2 separate regions of the Sus scrofa genome follow, and region 2 is linked to region 1. Evidence: chromatin contacts called from public Hi-C data. All regions are on one chromosome and are shown on one strand. The core of a region is the stretch at or near the end of the contact, and the rest is flanking DNA. Distances in the headings are between cores, read along the strand shown. Region 1 overlaps CDKAL1 (threonylcarbamoyladenosine tRNA methylthiotransferase). Region 2 overlaps LOC102160563 (a long non-coding RNA gene).

Region 1 (5,569 bases), core at 1,574-4,073:
TTCTAGGTTGGTAGATGTTTTTTTTTTCCTCTCCAGCACTTCAAATATTTTACTCCACTCTCTTCCTGACTACATGGAAGAAGAAGGAGAATTTGGATGTAATCCTTACCTTTGTTCCTCTATAGGTAAGGTGTTTTCCCCCTTCTGGCTCCTTTCAGGATTTTTTTTTTTTTTTTTTTTTGTCTTTTTGCTATTTCTTGGGCCACTCCCGCAGCATATGGAGGTTCCCAGGCTAGGGGTCCAATTGGAGCTGTAGCCACCGGCCTACGCCAGAGCCACAGCAACACAGGATCCGAGCCGCGTCTGCAACCTACACCACAGCTCACGGCAATACCGGATCGTTAACCCACTGAGCAAGGGCAGGGACCGAACCCGCAACCTCATGGTTCCTAGTCGGATTCGTTAACCACTGCACCACGACGGGAACTCCAGGATTTTTTTCTTTATCTTTGATTTACTCTAATTCGAAAATGAAGTGCCAGGGTGTAGTTTTCTTGGCTTGTGTCCTACTCGGTGTTCTCTGAGCTTCCTGGATCTGTGGTTTAGTATCTGACCCCATTTTTGGGAAATTCGCAGTCCTTATTGTTTCAAATATTTCTTCTTTGCCTTTCTATCTTCTCCTTGTTATACCTTTTATAGTTATCTCACAGTCTTTGGATATTCTGCTCTCATTTCATTCAGTTTGCTTTGCAGTTTTTGAGGATTCTATCGATGTATCCTCTAGCTCATAAACTTTTCCCTCAGCTGTGTCTAGTCTATTAATAAGCCCATAAAGCCATCCTTCATTGCTGTTACATTGTTTTTGATCTCTAGCATTTCATCCTAAGAAAGAACTTAAGAGTTCTCTCAGCTTAGGTTGTCTATTTATTCTTACATGTTGTCTGCTTTATCTATCAGTGTGTTAATCATAATTGTTTGATAATTGCCGTGTCTGGTTGTGACGTTTGCCCCGTCTCTTCAAATTGTGTATATTTTTTGCCTTTGATATACCTTGTGATTTTTCTTGATAACCAGACACGATGTACTGGTTCAAAGGACCTGCCCTTTGTGAGTGTCAAGGTGTTGGAGGAAGGGAAATAGTCTATATTCCTATAATTAGATCTCAGTCTTCTAGGTAGCCTAAGCCTCCAGACTTGAACTTAACAATATTTCTCAGTTTTATTCCTTCCTCTAAGGTGGAATGGAATGTCTAGGTGGGCTGGAGTTGAGTGTTCTTCTCCCCAGGTCAGTTAGGCTCTGATGACACCCCACAGGTTAGGCTCTGACTAGCTAGTTTCTCCTGAGGGCAGACTTTCAGAACAGAGTTCCTGGGTATATTTCAAAATGGTACCTTTTCCCCCCTCCTCCTGCTCAGCCTAAGGGGATTTTTCTCTTATATTTACTATGGGAACCTCATTGAGTTCCTGGTGGTAAATTTCACAATGCTTTGGGGTGGGAGAGGGGGCCCGCAGCTATGACTATATCCCTTTGGAGTCTTTAACTCAGAGTTGTCAGCACCAAGCCCCAGCAATCTCATAGTTACAGTTCAGGTTTTCCTACCCCAGCACTTGTTCCCACAGTGATTCTCTCTGCTCTGAGAAGCCTATTCCAGACAATATATATATATATATATATATATATATATTATATATTGTATTCCCTATATTTGCTTCTTGGTCTCTCCAGTTTGGGAGGGAGGGCAGCAGTTTCACTGTGTCCTCTCCTCTCTAAGGAGAGTTGCTGTTTTTGGTCTTTTCAACTTGTTACTTATTAGGACAAAGTGGCAACTTCCAAGCTCCTTACATAGAGAAGCAGAAACCAAAAGTCAGTACATTGAAATCCACACCTGCTCTTTTGGCTTCTTACTACAAAGTATGATAGGGCTTACTGAAACATTTATATTTTATTACAATATACCTTAAGCACATCAAACTCTTGAAAGCTTATGGGTTTTATCATCTTTGAGAATCCATATGTAGATATGATATTTATAGCAGTATTATAGTTTTGCCTTATAATCACTCTATTTTACTTGAGTAAACTTTAATCTACAAGTAGAGAATGGGCACCAAAAGCATTGAATTTGTTTGAGGAACCAGAAGTTAAATAGATGGATATTGTTAAAACTCGATTGTATAACCTCACATTCAGAATACACAGGTTTCTCGTCACATGTGGAGGGTCATTCACCTGGGAGCTCAGCTTTGATAAAAATTGAAATGATTACATTGTCTGGAAACCTGAACTGTTAAAAATCCTCCCTTGAGGCCTTTCATTTCATTTCATTTTCTCTGAAAGGGAGTTTAAACACGAAATAAAAGGGATCATTGGTGTTCTCTGTCCTTGCAGAGTGAAATTCAAAAACAGTTTAGGAAATGCCTGTAGGATGGAGATCTACAGATGTCCACCTTATTAGAAATCCAGAAGTTTTACCACATTTGCATAGTGCCTTATCTTCTTCTTTTTTTTTTTTTTTTTTTTTTTTTTTTTTTTTTTGTCTTTTTGCAATTTCTTGGGCTGCTCCTGTGGCATATGGAGGTTCCCAGGCTAGGGGTCTAATTGGAGCTGTAGCCACCGGCCTACGCCAGAGCCACAGCAACGTGGGATCCGAGCCACGTCTGCAACCTACACCACAGCTCACAGCAACACCGGATCCTTAGCCCACCGAGCGAGGCCAGGGATCGAACCCTCAACCTCATGGTTCCTAGTCAGATTTGTTAACCACTGAGCCATGACAGGAACTCCCAGTGCCTTATCTTTTAAACCCAACTGCAACCCACAGAGACTGCAGGACTCAGCATGTAATTCCTTTTTAACATCCTCTCATCTCTGTGGCCTGGACCTTGGAAGTAACGACAAAGTTGACTTGAAGGCACTTCCTACAGTTCAGGGGGAGATGTTTGCTGTGCTCATTGTACTTTGGCCACCCTCGTTCCAAGTTCATCACACAACTTGTTTAACATGTTTACTTTTTAAACACTTGGAGAATTAACAGGTGGTTGCATGACTGAGATGTTTGTTTTAACAGGCTAAAAAGTGGGAGGTAATTTAGACACACTATGATGCAATAGGAAAAAACCTAATTATTCCATTTTTGGCTCAGCTTTTAGTTTCAGTTAAAACTGCTGATAGCAAGGCTAAACAAGTTTGTACCACAGTATTGTTCACATGGTCTGCGTGTAAGAAACTGGCTCACCAGCAATAATGACCATGCTTTAGTTACTCGTGCATGAAACCTTCTATGTGGCTTTGGTGCTAAAACTTAGTAAATGATCTCAGAGTTTCTGTCATCAGCAGGTATAATGTGAGTACAGAAGGCTTCGAAAGCCCTCTGTCTATTTCAGTATGCTCTAGAAACTAACTTGTAACATTCTCTGTATGGATAGAAGATGCTCAGAAGGTAAAATCCTGAACACAAGACAGCTAATTGTTATTTTGCCTGATAGGTGTCAGGATGTCAATTACAATTGATTCTTCAACTGTCTTCATAAATAGAGTAGAAGGAGCAAGGAATTTTGCTGGACAGTTGGTTGTTCATTTGGCTTAGGGATCAGGGGACTCCTGCCAGAAGTAGGCATGATCAAAGACAGAGATTCTAGATCAGAGATGGCTAACGTTGTCTGTAAAGGATCAGATACCAAATACTTTAGGATTTCTGGGCTAGGAGGTCTCTGTTGTAACCACCCAATTTCTGCAGTTGTAGTGTGAAAGCAACTAGCGGTAAAACATAAGCAAATGAATCTGGCTGTGTTTCAATAAAATTTTATTTGTAACAACAGGCAATAGGCTGCATTGGCCCAGGGGCCATCATTTGTCAGCCTCTGTTCTGGATCCTAGAAGATACCTCACTGGGCCGTATGACTTTGATCTCATAGGAAAATAGCACTGGTTTTCAGTTAACTGGATGAATAACATATAACCTTCAATGTTCAAAGCCAAGACTTTACTGTAGTTGTATATAATAAATTTGCTGTCAGAAAATAAAAGGGCTTCTTCCCTCACTGCCTTCTTTGGGAACTTAATCTGAATAGTGTTATGTTTGTTTCCAAAATCATAGAAGGCATATTTAGGTTTTAGCTATCAAAATAAAGACATAAAAACAAAACCCACATAAAAAGGCCACACAAAAAAACCTCTGAATATCCCTTATCCACCTGCCAGCTCAAGCTGGTGGCTCAACTATTTCTGAGAGAGATCAGTTCTCGGGACACCTCCGAAGTTGAATACGATATACCGCCTATTTTATCTTCTCCAGCATAATTTCCTTTATGAAAAAAGTTCCCCAGTGTTTTATATTGTCTCCTACCAAAGGAAGTGTTAATATCCGTCATTTTTCTTCTGATTGAAGTATAAGCCAAGAACTGTTAAAGCAACTAAGTGGGTGTATGGAAAGGAAAGAGAAAATTATAAGCTAATGAAAACTTTGATGGGCAGGTGACCTGTTGAGAACAGCTTCCAGGGCTCACAGAACCACAGGGCTGTTTCCAAGCAGTTAGAGATGTATCTCTGCTCTCCAGAGAAAAGGTGTGTTAAACGACATTCGAGCCAGGTGGTCAGAAGTGCAGCTCAGAGGAGGACAGAGGTGGGAGGAGGTTTGGCTGAGCTGCAGGGAGGGCTGACTTCAGTGGGCATCAGGATGTGGAAACAGGCCACATGATTTGCCAACTGGAATTACAGCTCCAAAGACAGTTCTGACAGTTCAGTTTTCCCATGGGATTTGTCCATGGGAAAACTGTAGAGTGTATACCAGTGACTCTAATACAAGGTCCTAAGTAAGACCAGATTTGACTCCTTGGCCCAGTAGTTGCCGAAGGTCATGTAGAATCTCTGCTGGGGGTCTGCTTAGGTGTCTGGCATTGGGGGGGGCGGGTAGGACAGGTGTCCTCATGAGGAGATTGGAGTTTGAAGTAGGGAAATCCTTTGCCGGGGAACACAGATGCCAAGCAAGGATTAACAACATCAGAGTGGACCCAGAAGCAAGAGGAGGGCAGAATTAAAGACAAACAGACCATGCTGATGACAGAATTTTAAGACATGGTAGTGGGCTAACTCAATGATGCGCCAAAAATACATACCAGAAATAAGTTCCATGATCAGCAAGTGGGAGAGTGTTTGACATCTGCTTTTAAAATGTCCTGTCTCCTCTCTAAATTCAGAGATGATCTAACCTTTCAGTGGAAAAGAGAAATTAAGAATTTCCAACGTGAGCTACGATCCCTTCTCTCATTCATTCTTGGTGAGAGGGCCTGTTGGTACTGCTGGGGAGAAGGGTGCAGCTTGGCAGCTTCTGTCAAGGTAATAAGCAAGCACCCTATTTGACCCTTCACCCAGACTTCCCTACTTCATCTTTTCAAAAAAATACACACTTTCCATGTGGCAGAGATGTTTGTGCAAAAATTACCCTTATATTTTAAAATTTTTTAAATCTGCAGAAAAAAAGTGCAGATTTCAGAAATTTGGGGATTTCAGAACTTTGGGTAAGGAACTGCATAAAATAGATAGATAGATACATACATACATACATATTCATGAAGATATATACCCGTGTATATTTTTGCCACTTGTCAACTCAATGTTTGTGTTTTCTTTC
Region 2 (5,569 bases), core at 1,978-4,477, 230 kb after region 1:
CTCAGCACACTCCTGACTTCTGGCTTCCCTTTGTGAGTGGGAGGGACCCTTCATGCCTGGGCAGTGCTGTGACTGGGAGCCAGGACCAGGCCTGCAAGGCCCACTCTCAGGTCGCATGCAGGACAGATGGCAGCTTTCTTAGACAAACGAACCCACAGGAGAGTGGGGAGAGAAGGGCTGAGTTGCTAAGAGGAGGTGATGAGGGCTCCCAGAGCTGACAGGAGGATGAGCACTATCAGGGTTCCATCCTTCTCCTCTGGGTGAGGACCTGGGCTCAGGGGGGCTAACCGCCTGTACTGAGGGAGTTACCATTCTTTCATGGCATATCCAGGTCTCTTGAGAAAAGGAAATTTATTTTAAGACTCTTACTAGGGATGGATATGAATACCCCTCCCCCACCCAGGCTGATTTTCATTATCTAACCTTGATTCACAGAAGGGGCTGGGGGCTCACTGGCACTGAACTTTCAGAGAGACACATAGCAGGAAGGGATGCTGGGCCTTCATCACCAGGGGTCCGCGGAGGGTGACATGCTTGGACCAGTTCTTACCCTTATTCACGTTAAGGCTCCTACTTTGAGTCTATGGGGCCTGACCCTGTGGCATTCACATCGTGTCTCAATACAGTTTTCCTTGAGCCCCCAGTTTGGGCGTGGGCTTTGCTTGACATCCACAAGGTCCTTAGAAAGAGATGAAATCCACACACATGGAAGCAGCCTGTGAGTTTTCTGAGGGCAGGGAAGGGGGAGGTTGGTTGGTGGTGGCTTCTGCGGCATTTGCTCAACACAGAAAGGGAATTTGGGGTGAAACACACAAGAGAACCGGAGTCGGGTTTTTTGTGTTTTTTGTTTTTTCCTTTTTGATTTATTTGTTTGGTTTTTGAGGATGGGTGTTTTTGCTGCTACAGGGAAATCTTCCTTGGGCTCTCTTGTCAATGGCATCTTTGTTTTCATGTTATACCACTTACAGGGCTACCTTTAGGCTCTGCTCTCTGGATTCCAGTCTTGATTTCCACTGAGAGAAAAACCTCACTCAATTTCATAGTACATTAGGGGGAAGAAGGGCTATGAGGGTGTGAGTGGGGTGGGCGGGGGCCTCACCTGCAGTGCAGGCCAGTGAGGCAGGAAATGACACCCTTCATCACTGCATTCTCGTCTACACTCGGTTCCATCCCGGTGGCCAGGCACCTTCATCATCGCTGCCGAGGCTGGACGGGCTTGTTACACCTCTCCATGCTTCCAGAGGGTTCTCCCTGAGCTCTCGACAGGATGATGAATGGTGCTTTGGGTCAACCCTAAAAGACTGAGGAGACAAATATACCTCATTCGTGGGAAAACAAGCCCCAGGACATACATTATCGAAGAAAAATGAGATGGCCAGTGAGCTGTTTGTTAGGTATGTATCAGCTTTCATCTTTATTGTAGGACTTTATTTGGTTTTTATGTGCATATGCATATGTATGTATATTTTTAAATATGCTTACGTATATAGTATATACACACACTTTATTAAAAACAAGCACTAGATACTAGAAGATTATTCAGGGATTGCTTTTCTTACATCCTTTTTCTTGTTACAAAAGGTAGAGAAGACTTGGATAAAAGTAAGTCTCAACAAAAAAGAAGCAAAAAATAATCTATATTTTAAAAATCACAAAAACAGGGAGTTCCCATTGTGGCTCAGTAGAAATGAATCCGACTAGTATCCATGAGGATGTGGGTTTGATCCTTGGCCTTGCTCAGTGTGTTCAGGATCTGGCCTTGCTGTGCCTGTGGTGTAGGCTGGCAGCTGCAGCTTCGCTTTGACCCCTAGCCTGGAAACTTCCACATGTCGGGTGGGGGTGAGGCCCTAAAAAGCAAAAAAAAAAAAAAAAAAAAATGCAAAAAAAAAATCACAAAAGCAAATCACTATTAACCATTTGGAATCTATCTTCCAGTTATTTTTTTGATGCACAGAGAAACATTTCTTTGCCGGCGCCCCCCAACCCCACCCTCACCCCGGTAGGATCGACTCCAGGATTCCTAGAGATAAAAGAGATGAAATAGTGAAACAGGAAGCAGCACAAACATGTCACAAGGTAAATCCTCACAACATGTTACTTGATCTGAGCCTGCTCACTCAGTGTCGCAGAGCCGTCCTGAAGAACCAGGGAAGAGCAGGTGTGAGGCCTGGAAAGTGTGCAGCATGCTCCCTGGGGGAGGCCATCAAGGGCAGCAAGGGAGCCAGCATTAGAGCCCAGGGCCTGGGCAGCCGCTTGGGTTCTCAGACAGGCTCTTTGCATACTTTTGCTGCAGAAAGTTGAACCAAGTTCAAGAAGTTGGTGACTCGGCTAATGGCCTGGAGAATGAGGAACTGGATGGGGTGAAGTGCTCCAGAGGAATGTCTGGCACAGAGTCCTTATTTCCAGAACTTTCCAGTGCTGGCAGGTGTGAGATTGTGCAGTCACGGCGATCCTTGCCAAGGGGATTGAGCGCGAACTGCCGAGCACGGAGGGGAAAGTCCCTTGGTGGGCCGTGTGTGCTGTTAAGGGCAAGTGACAGAAGAGGGTACAATAAACACCAGTTCCAAAAACACTTTGCAGTCCTTGGGACTTGGCCAGTCACAGAGGCAGAGCGTGTTGGCCAGATCTGACGTGTGTGGGGGGGGAGAAAAAGTGATGAGACAAAGCTTGTCTTTTTATAGTGTTCTGTTTGTACCAAGTGACTCATAGCACGAGGTGAAAATATTTGAAAAGACAAGGAAGGGGAAAAAACGTGCTGGTTGATATTCATGAAACTGAAGCTTTTGAGTATCATCTTTCCCCGTCTCTACCTAAAACGTGGTAGGCATCCCAGCCTTCTTTCAAGTCCAGCTAAGTTACACATGCACGAGGTTTTGTTGTAAGCTTTGACCTGAGGTAAAAATCTGCTTCCAAATACTTTTCAGTCCCTGTCTTTAAGAGAAGAAATGGATGGATGTAGCCATGGGTGCCCCAGCTATGGAAGGGGGAAGGAGCCCTGGGTCTGCAGAGAGTCAGGGTCTGAGGACAGAGGTCAGAGGTCAAAGGATGAGCCTGTGACTGAAACATGTACAGTTTGATTTTGAGTTCTAGGGTAAAAGCCTTTTCCCACTCTGCCTCCTTTCTCACCTCTCTTCATTCTGCTCGTTCCTGGCTTGATGACCGCATTATCTCAAGTGAAGTTGTGGTGGAAATCCTGTGAAATAAGTGACCTCAGACAAAATCCCCTCCTGGTCTGGCATTCTGTGGTCAGCAGAGGCAGTCAGGGGTAGTTATTAATTAACCTTTTAGTGCTGGCTGTGTCTGTTGGCCGCAAAACACACAAAGGCCTTGGTATAAAAACAGCAGCCACAAATCACAGCTCAATAATTTCCTGGGTTTATGTGAACAAATATTCAGAAAAATGGAAGGTACTGTGTATTCAATAGCCTTAAAAAAAGAAAAATCAGTCACAAAATTGCTATGGGTAGAAAGTCAGCTCTTTAGAGGGAATTCTAGGACTGGCTCTGGTGCCATTTACGAGGGCAAGTAGCTTTCCTTTTTCCCATACATAAAATGAGGAGGCTGAATTGAAAGATTGCTAGGGTTTCTCTTCTTCTCCTTCTTCAAAAAAAACTTATATGATTTCATGATTCGTCTGCCTCAGGCAGCAGTTTGGGATTACCAGATTGAGCAATATTTGGGACATATTTATTCTAAAAAATCATGCGTTGTTTATCTGAAATTCAGATTTAGCTGGGTGTTCTGTATTGTATCTGGCAACCCTACAAGAGTGAAATTTGTGTTGGGAGGACAGCAGCTGACCCTGGCTCTGCTCCCTTGCCTGGGCAGCAAGGCGGGACCAGTAGAAGGCGCCTGTGGGAACCGGTCCCCTCCCACCCCATCCCAGGCAGCAGAACAGGAGGAGGCTGCCCCGCTCAACTTTGCTCACATCAGGGTCACGGCAAACTCAATTCTCTCCAGATCTTTGTCGGCAGAACAGCTCGAATCTGTATTTAATTTGGCCACCTTTCCAATCAGCACTAAAAACAACAACAACTCAAACAACTCCTTTTCAGTACAAGGAGACAATTTCTTATCTTTCTCTTTGGAGTTAAGTTCTAGCACATAACCAAGGAAGCAGGTCCACTCAACAGAAAATCTTGGACATTGTATGCATTGGAACAAAATTCACTTTGTGAGGATGACGTACCATGCACCTTGGTGAACAGTAAGAGTGCTCTGAATCCAGATGTAGGATATGCCTTCAAAAAAAAAAAAAAAAAAACCAAAAAAATGTGGGATGAGATTTATACGACTATAGCTTTTGAGAACTTATAAAATTTCTTTCTTACATTGTGTGAGTTTATTTTTACAAATAACCCAATGGAAGGGGTACTTTATTTGTTCCATTTTACAGGTAAGGAATTTGGCTTAGAAATGTTGCATTTCTTACTGAAATCTCCCAGAAAGTCAATGAAAGATGGGGCTTGAACTCAGGTCCTTGACCACAGTTCTTTTTCCTTGACCTCCATTTCTCCCCTCTGCTGCCCTGCTATGTGAGGACTCTTTTTCTTGAAGACTCACATATTTTGAAGGTCTCTGTGGGGTTTAGAAAGACAGGTCCAGTGCTTTTTGATGGTTTTGGCTAGTCTGTACTCAGACTCCTTTTGCTTCTTTGTTTGATCGTCTCCAGTAAACCAGGACAGAGGCTTGGAGAGCTGATAAGCATCATTGCAGCAGATGAGGAAACTGTGGCTCAGATGGTTGAAATTAGAGCAGGCAAGGCTTTGCTCACTCCCTCTCCCTCCAGGGATCAGCCGTGCCCAGCCTGGGCAGCTTGGGAAATACTCAGAAAAACTCAAATTCATAGCAGGTGATCAGCAGCTAGATCATTCCCTAGAAATGGCTTAAAGAAACTGATACCCACTCCTGTTCCTCATTTCTGTTGCTGATATGGGAACCCTTCCTGTGTGTGTTTGGTGACTAAGTAATAACTCAATCACCGCTGGTCCAGTTCACTTCTGCGGTCTCCGGAAGGATAGATTAGGCTGGGTTCCAGGCCTTGTTTATGCCAGGAAACTAGAAAATTGATTAGGATTTTCTTCTGCAAGCTCTGCCATGCTGCTCTCAAAAAGTATCAGCTAATGTTAGGGTTTGAATACTAAATAGCATTGCTTTCTTTTACATGAATAGTCTAAAATGTTTTCCTATTATATTTGAAAGTATGTGTTCCCGATTTTATATATTAACTATTAATTAGTTAACACATCTAGCTCCTGGAAATTAAATCACTCACAGGCCTCACATTGTGTGGATAGCGTTTGTACTTACTCATTTATATGTTTTAGAGATTTGCATAGTTTTGATCACTTAAAGAAGAAGAAGCAAAACTTACCAAAACCACATTGGACAAATGACTTGCAAAAATGCACACTAGCTGAGATTATGGGTGACTTGTTAATGCTTCTTTCACTCTCATAAAGTCCCTTAAATTAAATTAAAAAAAAATAATGGTAGCAGAAAGGAAACCTTCATTACCCAAACCTACATCTAAAAACTAATCTCCCCAACTGCCTCGCAGTCTCATTTC

Evidence for each region. A called contact is a pair of places that touch in the nucleus more often than the background predicts.
Region 2: a Hi-C map of liver shows a contact between it and region 1, with 2.0 times the contacts expected there. The contact joins two enhancer-like sites. A contact is called at or near these places in 3 of 47 Hi-C or Micro-C datasets (liver and skeletal muscle).

Annotation. Positions count from the first base shown.
Region 1 is chr7:16,437,353-16,442,921 of Sscrofa11.1, forward strand. The region is part of intron 12 of CDKAL1 (threonylcarbamoyladenosine tRNA methylthiotransferase); the gene reads left to right. Among named protein-coding and RNA genes, the nearest start is that of SOX4, 450 kb to the right of the region's middle. Within about 2 kb of position 2,824, at least 9 of the 83 cell types and tissues checked have an H3K27ac peak or open chromatin away from gene starts, as enhancers often do. A contact at or near this core is called in liver, where this site is marked.
Region 2 is chr7:16,662,519-16,668,087 of Sscrofa11.1, forward strand. All of the region lies in intron 1 of LOC102160563 (a long non-coding RNA gene), which reads left to right. Among named protein-coding and RNA genes, the nearest start is that of SOX4, 220 kb to the right of the region's middle. Within about 2 kb of position 3,228, at least 32 of the 83 cell types and tissues checked have an H3K27ac peak or open chromatin away from gene starts, as enhancers often do. A contact at or near this core is called in liver, where this site is marked.